Regions from separate parts of the Oryctolagus cuniculus genome. Here all the other regions are linked to region 2. The links are chromatin contacts, called in public Micro-C maps. All regions are on one chromosome and are shown on one strand. The core of a region is the stretch at or near the end of the contact, and the rest is flanking DNA. Distances in the headings are between cores, read along the strand shown.

Evidence for each region. A called contact is a pair of places that touch in the nucleus more often than the background predicts.
Region 1: a contact with region 2 is called in a Micro-C map of ear pinna, with 4 times the contacts expected there. The contact joins the enhancer-like site here to the promoter of SLC45A1 in region 2. A contact is called at or near these places in 2 of 6 Hi-C or Micro-C datasets (ear pinna and embryonic fibroblasts).
Region 3: a contact with region 2 is called in a Micro-C map of ear pinna, with 16 times the contacts expected there. The contact joins the promoter of ERRFI1 here to the promoter of SLC45A1 in region 2. A contact is called at or near these places in 2 of 6 Hi-C or Micro-C datasets (ear pinna and an unstated tissue).

Annotation. Positions count from the first base shown.
Region 1 is chr7:159,751,109-159,754,015 of mOryCun1.1, forward strand. LOC127493503 (a long non-coding RNA gene) reads left to right here. Exons shown (of 3, transcript XR_007923731.2): 2 at 1-279. Among named protein-coding and RNA genes, the nearest start is that of PARK7, 25 kb to the right of the region's middle. Within about 2 kb of position 1,638, at least 2 of the 8 cell types and tissues checked have an H3K27ac peak or open chromatin away from gene starts, as enhancers often do. A contact at or near this core is called in ear pinna, where this site is marked.
Region 2 is chr7:159,496,274-159,499,177 of mOryCun1.1, forward strand. It overlaps SLC45A1 (solute carrier family 45 member 1), which reads right to left and starts at 1,415. Exons shown (of 9, transcript XM_070079336.1): 1 at 1,160-1,415.
Region 3 is chr7:159,716,746-159,719,675 of mOryCun1.1, forward strand. It overlaps ERRFI1 (ERBB receptor feedback inhibitor 1), which reads left to right and starts at 1,536. Exons shown (of 4, transcript XM_051856883.2): 1 at 1,536-1,692.

The DNA of each region.
Region 1 (2,907 bases), core at 388-2,887, 260 kb after region 2:
TTCCATTTTTCCAAAAACTTTTTGAAGCCCCCCATTTCCCTGTGCAATTGAATATTATTCAGCTTTGAATGGAAGGAAATCCCGATACATGCTACAACACGGATGGCCTAAAGACAATCAGCCAGTCATAAGAAGTCGAACGCCGCAGAATTCCACCTGACAAGGTGCAAGGGCAGCCCAAGTGGAGCAGAGGCCCTCGTCCGATGCCCGGATGTTGGCTTTAGAAGCCCCAGGCCTTTCCTTGGCTTGCAGCTCCTCTGAGCGAGGGGAGTGACAAAGGTAAGAGACTCTGATCCCAGGAGTCCAAGGGCTCCTGCAGGCGACACCTCCGTGCCAGGCTCTCTTTGAGAGCTTTGCAGGGACCCCCAGGCCCCATCAAACAAAGGCGCACCCAACCCGCCCCAGCCCCAGGCAGACTGGAGCCCACCTTTGCCATTCCAAGGGACAGACACTATGGCTGACCAAAGGCAGGCCACGTGTGCTGGGGACCACGCCCAGGGCCACCCAATCCCCAGCTCTGAACTGTAGGGTCACTGCCTTAGCGCCTCAGGGAGTCGAGGAACGGAACTGTAGCCACTGGCTCCCTGCTCAGCGCCTTGCTGTGCACACCTGCCTTCTGCTCTTGTCCGTGGGCCCTGTGTCACGGGCCCCAGCTGTGGCTGGCTGGGTGAGCGGACCCAGCCACTCCTCCCGCCAGCTTTGGGGGCGTCCCGTAGCAAAAGCAGAGCTGGCTGCCAGGAGCTGGGCAGGGGGAGCCGAGGAGTTCACGAACACAGGGTTGAGAGCTGAGGAGACGGATGATGGTGATGGCATCCATCATGGTGTGCTTAAGGTCACTGTACACTCAGCACAGTAAATTGACTCTTATGTGCATTTTACCAGAATTAAAAATAACAATTTTCTTAAAAAAAATAGTCATTGAAAAACTTGGATGAAATGCATTAACAGAGGATCAGGTAAGTGGCCATGCAGCCATGCAGCGGCCTCCTGCCCAGACACCGCGTAGACGCAGGCAGCGTGGCCTGGTCAGAGCTCCAAGCAAACTGTGCCAGAACCACTCGTGCCAGACAATTCCCACAGCTGCTTCCTCGTCATTTATTTTAAAACAACTGGTGAAAGCAGGATGCACAATTTCTGTGTAAGTGCTGTGACCTCATGTGTGCAAACACATAGAAAACAGACTGGGGGAGGGGCAGAGAAGGGGCTCCTGGGAAAGGAGGAGGGGCTTGGAGGCCGGGCCTTAATGAGAACTTTCCAGGCTTTACCATATTCGTGTATCCTTGGCGTCTTTCCCAATGAGCAGGTACTGACGCATCTGTTGTATGATTAAAATTTCAGATGTGTTTCAGAGCCAGGTAGCACTGAGCGGCGTGCCCCACGGACTCACCGTCTAATGACATGGTATTAGGCCCCGCCGGAGATAATTGACGCTGGCGTAAGCATGCCGGGTGGCTGTCTTTCCCGGATCAGGGATGTGAAAGCCCAACTGAGCATTAGGGAGGAGGGTGCCCTCATCAAGCTTGCGCACCTGGCTCACTGGATTCCTGCACAGGTTTACTGCTCAAGGCCAACCCAGCGGCAGGTCGGAGGCACAGCCATCAGATGATTGCCACCATCCTCAGCCCGTCTAGCAAGCTATCTTTTACAAGCTTCCTCCAGGTGACCTGCTGTCCCCAGTGCCAGCACTAATGGCTGACCACCCATTAGTCAGGGACCCAGGCTGCAGGCCCATCAGCCCGAGGCCTCCAACCTGCACATGGCGAGGGCTGGAAGGATGAACCCCAAGGACACATGTGCACAGGACCAAGGACAAGTGTGCACAGGACCAAGGACAGGTGTGCACAGGGCCAAGGACAGGTGTGCACAGGACCAAGGACAGGTGGGCACAGCACCAAGGACAAGTGTGCACAGCACCAAGGACAGGTGTGCATAGCACCCAGGACAGGTGTGCCCAGGGCCAAGGACAGGTGTGCACAGCACCAAGGACAAGTGTGCACAGGGCCAAGGACAGGTGTGCACAGGGCCAAGGACAGGTGTGCACAGCACCAAGGAAAGGTGTGCACAGCGCCAAGGACAGGTGTGCATAGCACCCAGGACAGGTGTGCCCAGGGCCAAGGACAGGTGGGCACAGCACCAAGGACAGGTGGGCACAGGGCCAAGGACAGGTGTGCACAGGACTAAGGACAGGTGTGCCCAGGGCCAAGGACAGGTGGGCACAGGACTAAGGACAGGTGTGCCCAGGACCAAGGACAGGTGTGCACAGCACTAAGGATGGGTGGGCAGAGGACCAAGGACTGGTGTCCCCAGGAACAAGGACAGGTGTGCACAGGACCAAGGACAGGTGTGCCCAGGGCCAAGGACAGGTGAGCACAGGGCCAAGGACAGGTGTGCCCAGGGCCAAGGACAGGTGTGCATAGCACCCAGGACAGGTGTGCCCAGGGCCAAGGACAGGTAGGCACAGGACCAAGGACAGGTGGGCACAGGGCCAAGGACAGGTGTGCACAGGACTAAGGACAGGTGTGCACAGGGCCAAGAACAGGTGTGCCCAGGGCCAAGGACAGGTGGGCACAGCACCAAGGACAGGTGTGCCCAGCACCAAGGACAAGCACAGGGCCAAGGACAGGTGTGCCCAGGACCAAGGACAGGTGTGCACAGGACCAAGGACAGGTGTGCACAGCACCAAGGACAAGTGTGCCCAGGGCCAAGGACAGGTGTGCCCAGGGCCAAGGACAGGTGTGCACAGGACCAAGGACAGGTGTGCACAGGGCCAAGGACAAGTATGCCCAGGACCAAGGACAGGTGTGCACATGGCCAAGGTCAGGTGTGCACAGGACCAAGGACAGGTGGGCACAGGACTGACAGCGGCCATGTCCTATCCAGGTCCAGAAAGCACAGCTTTCTCTTTAG
Region 2 (2,904 bases), core at 165-2,664:
CGAAGGTTGCATGTGGGCCCCACAGAGCTCCCAGGAAACAGGGATACAGAGGACGCGTTGTAGGGTGTGTGTGCGCTTTGAAAGGCCAACGAAAAAGATCTTCCTTCTGCTGGGTCACTCCCCACATATCCACAGCAGCCAGGGCTGGGCAGGCTGAAGCCGCCAGCCAGGAGCTCAGTCTGGGTCTCCCCCGTGGACGGAAGGGACCCAGCCAGGCCAGCCGTCCTCTGCCGCCTCTCAGCGCGCACGTTAGCATGCAGCTGGATCAGGAGCCGGGCAGGCTCGCACGCCCGGGGGCTCGGACTCGGGTCGGGGGTCTCAGCTGCCACTGAGTTCGCCCGCCCCCGATGTTTAAAGCAAGGATGCGCACTTGGAGGCTGACTGCTACAGGTGCTCCCGGGGCCAGCGCTGGCTGGGAGTGAGCAGGCGCGCGGAACGGGCGTCTGACAGGACCCTACAACGAGCAGAAAGGACTTCCTCGGGTCCCCGCCGCACCTCGCACCATGCCAACTCCCTTCCACACTCCGCCTCCATCCAGCCTACGAGTTAATCCTGGAAGGGGGTCTTCGCGGACCACGCGAGAGCCCTGTGGACTTGGGGGGACGATTTAACCAGCTGTCCCCGAACTGGGTGGCCTGTTTCTCTCTGCACAGGGCCAGAGCCTCCTCCCTCCGAGGGCGAGGCCCTCGCGACCCTGGGCTTCCTGGGCACCTGGCTACCTCCCTGCGGGAGCCGGGAACAGCGCGGCGCCCTGAGTCATGGCAGAAGTTCCTTCCCAAGCATGCGGACCGCGGCCAGGGACTCAGGACAGCAGGGACAGCAGGGGCCCGCGGCCCCGCAGGGCCTGGCCTTGCCGAGGGATCAGCCTCTGGCAGGAGGTGGACCGGAAGTTGATGACACCTGCCCAGGTGACCAGGGAACAGGCCTCGGGCTCCGTAAACACACCCTGAGCCGGGAGCAAATTCCAAGCGTCCTGGCCTTGCCAGCCAGGGCGAAATCAACCCGCGGCCGGCGGCGCCCCTGTGCTGGGCCCCGGGGGTCCGCACGCAGGGGCCGAGGCGGGGCTCCATCGCGGTCCAGCGAGCCAGACAGGAAGAACAAAGGTCCCCGTGCCAACCTGGCCCGCGGCCCCGGCCTGCGACGCGGGAGGGAACGGTACCTGTGCGTGCAGACGGGAGGCATCCCCTCGCGAGGCTGGGCTCCTGCCCGCCCCCGGCGCCGCTCCGTCCCGGCCTCGCCGCCCCCGGCCCGCCGCGGCCGCTGCAGCATCACCCGCGGGCGGGGCCGTGACGTCACGGCGGCCTCGCGCCGGGGCCCGCAGAGCGGCGCTCACGCGGCACCGCCCGCCGCCGCGGCGCCGCGCACCCGCCCCGGTCCGGCCCCGCCGCCTCGGGGGCTCTCGCGGCTCTGGGCTTCCGGGGTTGCTTGGGGCCTGGGGGCGCTAGCGGGTCAGAGCCGTCGAGGGCGCTGGAGGTTTTGGGGCGCCCCCGGCATGGGCGGGGGGCGCTCGGGGACCGGGGGGCGCTCGCGGGTCAGGGCCGTCGGGGGCGCTCGCGGTCGGGGCGGTGGCGGTAGGGCTGCCCCTCGGGGCGATGAATAATCAGTGCTTTACCTGCAGGCACGGTGCGGTGAGCCCCTGCGCCCCCTGCCCGAGTGCTGGCGTCGAAGTGGCTGGGGGACCCCGCTGGCCGCAGGTGCAGCCGGGCCTGGAGCTGTGGCAGGGAACGTGGCGTGGGACGCAGACAGGGGCTCCCAGATCAGTCCCCCGTGACCAGACGGTGTGTCCATCTCCAGCTTCACGCCAGGCAGGAGCAGACCCTCACCGAGACCCCTTCCTGCCCTGTTAGGGACCGCCCCAACCCCCAGACGACCCCGCTGGAGCCTGCAGAAGCAGCTGCCCCCCCTCCCCCACCCGGGAAAACGCAACCCCGTTCCGTCCTCCTTGGGGGGCCGGGCCGCGGGACCCCCGCCTGCCTTGCCGGCTCCCCTGTGCTGGAGCGGAGGCCCCCACCGCGTGTGGTTCGCACGTGGCCTCCTGCCCATCTCCACTGCTGGCACCACCCGAGGAGGGCAGGTCCTGCCCCGGGCGGCCACGCTGGGGATTTGGACACACGCGGGACGAGCACGCAAGGTTGCTAAGAGGCGTGCGGGGACATAGCGACCCCTGAGGACGGGGAGGTCCAGGGGAGAGGAGGCGCGGGTGCTCCAGCCCTGGGCGGCAGGTGAAGGTGGTGTGACCCGAGCTGGGACGGTACTGAGCCTGCACAACCCTCCCCGCAGAAGTATGTGAGGGGTGCGGGCGTTGAACAGCGTGGCCGCTCTGTGATGTCCTGTCCCGGGCCGGCGCTGGGGCACAGCGGGTTCGGCCGCTGTCAGAGCTCCAGTTCAAGTCCCGGCTGTTCCACTCCCAATCCTCTCCCTGCTAATGGCCTGGGACAGCAGCAGAGACCAAGTACTCGGGCCCCTGCACCCACATGGTTGACCCAGATGGAGTTCGAGACTCCATCCAGCTCAGCCCAGGCTGGTGTGGGCATTTGGGGACTGAACCAGTGGGTGGAAGATCTCCCTCCCCACTCCCCATTCCTTTGCCTTTCAAGTAAATAATCTTTTTTTAAAAATTCACCTTTATTTATTTATTTATTTTTTGACAGGCAGAGTTAGACAGTGAGAGAGAGAGACAGAGAGAAAGGTCTTCCTTCTGTTGGTTCAACCCCCAAATGGCTGCTATGGCCGGTGCACCGTGCTGATCCGAAGCCAGGAGCCAGGTGCTTCTCCTGGTCTCCCATGGGGTGCAGGGCCCAAGCACTTGGGCCATCCTCCACTTCCTTCCCGGGCCACAGCAGAGAGCTGAACTGGAAGAGGGGCAACCGGGACAGAATCCGGCGCCCCAACCGGGACTAGAAC
Region 3 (2,930 bases), core at 286-2,785, 220 kb after region 2:
CCACTCAATGGAAGCTGCGCTGTGAGTGAAGTATGAGAAGGCGCTCTCTGGCAAGTCTCGGGCCCACCTTTTTTTACCCTGACAGCAGCATGTGGGTTCGCCTGGAACACCCGTGACGGCAACACGGGGAAAAACCCGCACAGATTTTCTGCAGATCGAAAAAACCTAGTTAATTTGGTAAGAAAATCAGCGGTTAGCTGGGACTACTTCCCATCCTCCTCAAATAATGCAAAATCAGCGGCGGTCAGTGGAAGTTCACAGGCAGGTGGACCAGCTAAGCTGTTAGCAGGTTAGGCGCAAAAACGACCCCGTAGCCCGTGAAGGCCAGAAGGGGCCACGGGACGAGGATGGAGTCAACGCCTCCCTTGCAACCCAGAGGAGGGGGACTACTCCAGACGCGGGTGGGAGGTGTGCTGGAGACCGCGGATTCAAAATTGGGCCTTCGAATCAATTAGAAAGAATGTAAGTAAGTGGCACTGGAGAAAAGGCAAATAGGTTTGCGGGGGTGCCGGGTTAATGGTTAACCGGATGGCGAGGCCGAACCTCACTCCCTCCGCGAAGGCACCTGCCGCGCGGCTGCGCCTCGCACCCGCACACATCGCGGCCCAGAGGGGCTCCCGGAGACCAGGGGTCAGCCGCGCCCGGCCTCCCGCAGCCGCGCCACTCGGGGAATTTGTTCTAGCTGCAGCTGGAGGGTTTCCGTCTGTTTGCTCTTTTTCTTACTTGAGTTACCCTCGGTTTGCTATCATTTGTGTTATTTATTTTACGGTTAAACTATAAGCCCGCGTTGCATCACCAGCGCCCTGAGAGACCTCCTCCCGGGCCGCCAGGGTGCCAAATGTCCAGGCCGGCCCGGGCTCCCGCGTCCCCGCGACCCTGGGCTCCAAGGGGCTCCTCCCGAGGCCGGCCAAGTGGCCCCGCGGGCCCAGCCACCCTCACAGTCCCCAAGGTCCCCCAAGGACTCGCTGTCCCCACGGTCCCGAGGCCCTCACTGTCCCCAAGGTCCCCCGAGGCCCTCACTGTCCCCGCGGCCCCGAGGCCCTCACTGTCCCCACGGCCCCTCTGCGGCCAGCACCGTCCTCGCCGTCCCATTCTGCCCCATCACTCCGTCCCGACGGCCCTGTCCCCCCACGCACCGTCCCACTGCACCCCTGCCCCGCGCCTCGTCCACTCCCGGGTTTCCTTAGGAAAAAAATCGCGCAAGTGTCCTCCGCGGGGCCGAAATCGATGGGAAATTCCGCGCGAGGCACTGCTGCCTGCAGATTTCTGAGACCTCGGTGTCACGGGGCTCTCGGGATCGGCAGCCGCCGCCCGGATCCCGCAGGGGTGAGCAGCGCGGCCCTCTCGCCCGGCTCGAGGGACAAAGCCGGCGGCTGCCCAGCGCGCGCGCGCGCGACGCCCCGGTGGGCCCCACGCAAACGCTCCAGCCGCGGCATCACCCCTTTAAGAGGACCGCCGTCCTGATTGGCTGCACGCGGTGGGCGGGGCGGCGAGCGTCGACGTCACCGCCCGCGCACACGCTATAAATGCAGGCGGCGGCCGCGGCGACGGCGGCCGAGTGCGAGGCAGAGCGCGCGAGCGGCGGCGGGCAAGGCGCCTGCGCGGTGTCCGGGCCCCTGAGCCCGAGGCGCGGAGCCAGCCGGGACGGACATGCGCGGGAGGGCGCCGAGGGGCAGTCGCCGCTCCTGCGGGGTAAGGAGCCCGGCGCGCCGCGAGGGGGCGGGGAGGGCGGTGCGCAGCCCCGGTCCCGCGGGGCCCTCGGCGCCGGGCGGCTCCCCGGAGCCAGGGTGGGGGCGTGGAGGGCGCCGCGACGCCGACTGGGGCCGGCCCGCGCCGAGGTGCGGAGGGCGGGACCCGGGACCCTCCCCGCGCGGCGCGGCCGGGGCTGGGGGCGTCCGGGGCCCGCCGCCGTCCCGGCTCGGCGGAGCGTGGACGCCGCGCGGCCCCCCGCCTCGCCGGGCCGTGCACCCGCGCGCTGGGGACACGTCCCCGCAGCCCCGCGCACCGGCCTGCGGACCGGGCTTCCGGGGCGGTGAGCCCCGGGGTCCTCCCCGGGGCCTGGGGGGTCTTGCGTGGCCCCCCGCCGCCGTGTCGGAATCGCAGCCGCGTTATCCTGCGGGACACCTTGCGCCCGGGGAGCCGAGGCTTTTTAGGGGGAGGCTGCGGTGGGCTCGGCAGCCGCTGGCCCGAGGCTGGCACCGGTCCTCGTGGGCGGTCAGCCTCGGCCCCTCCGCCCGGCCTCAGCGGCGAGGGTCGTTCCCAGATGCGCGTTTTTAATTCAACCTGAGTTCCTCCGGGCCGGTTTGCGGACAGTAGGAGTGGGCTGCAGGCTGGTTGGGAATTTGGTGTATTTATATGTGTATCGTATCCTGGTGCAAATTAGATGACTCCTTAACCATGATTGGTGCTGTATTGGTGCTGGCTCCGTCTTTATTGGGATTTCATCATTGCTTGAAAGAAACCAGCCTCTTAGCCGATAAAAACGTGAATCGATTGTTAGTCATAAACTTAAGTGCAGGCAGAAGAGCGCCCGTGGCTTTCAAAGCGATGTGTTGGTGATTGAGGTCCACCTGCAGCACAGGTAGGGCAGGACTGGTTTCCAGGCAACTGTCCGGGGTGAAGAAAGGTGAGGTTTAAATGTGTTTTTTTTTTCTTCTTCTTCTTCAAGAGAACGGGTGTTTGCAAAGTTGTAAGCTTTTGCAAAGCTGTGAGGCTGCCGTGGGCGGATAGTGTCCGGGAGCCTGAGTTCCCAGAGCCTGGCCTTGCTTTTGGAAAGCGCATTTTTATTTTCATTGCATTTCTGTAAGTACGTACTTTGGAGTGAAATCTTACCTAAACACAGGCTGAAGGCGGACTGGCTGCCTGTTTGAGCACAAGACCCGATTTTGCAAAGTCCAGACAGAAGAAGCGGGCTTCTTCCCCACGGGCGG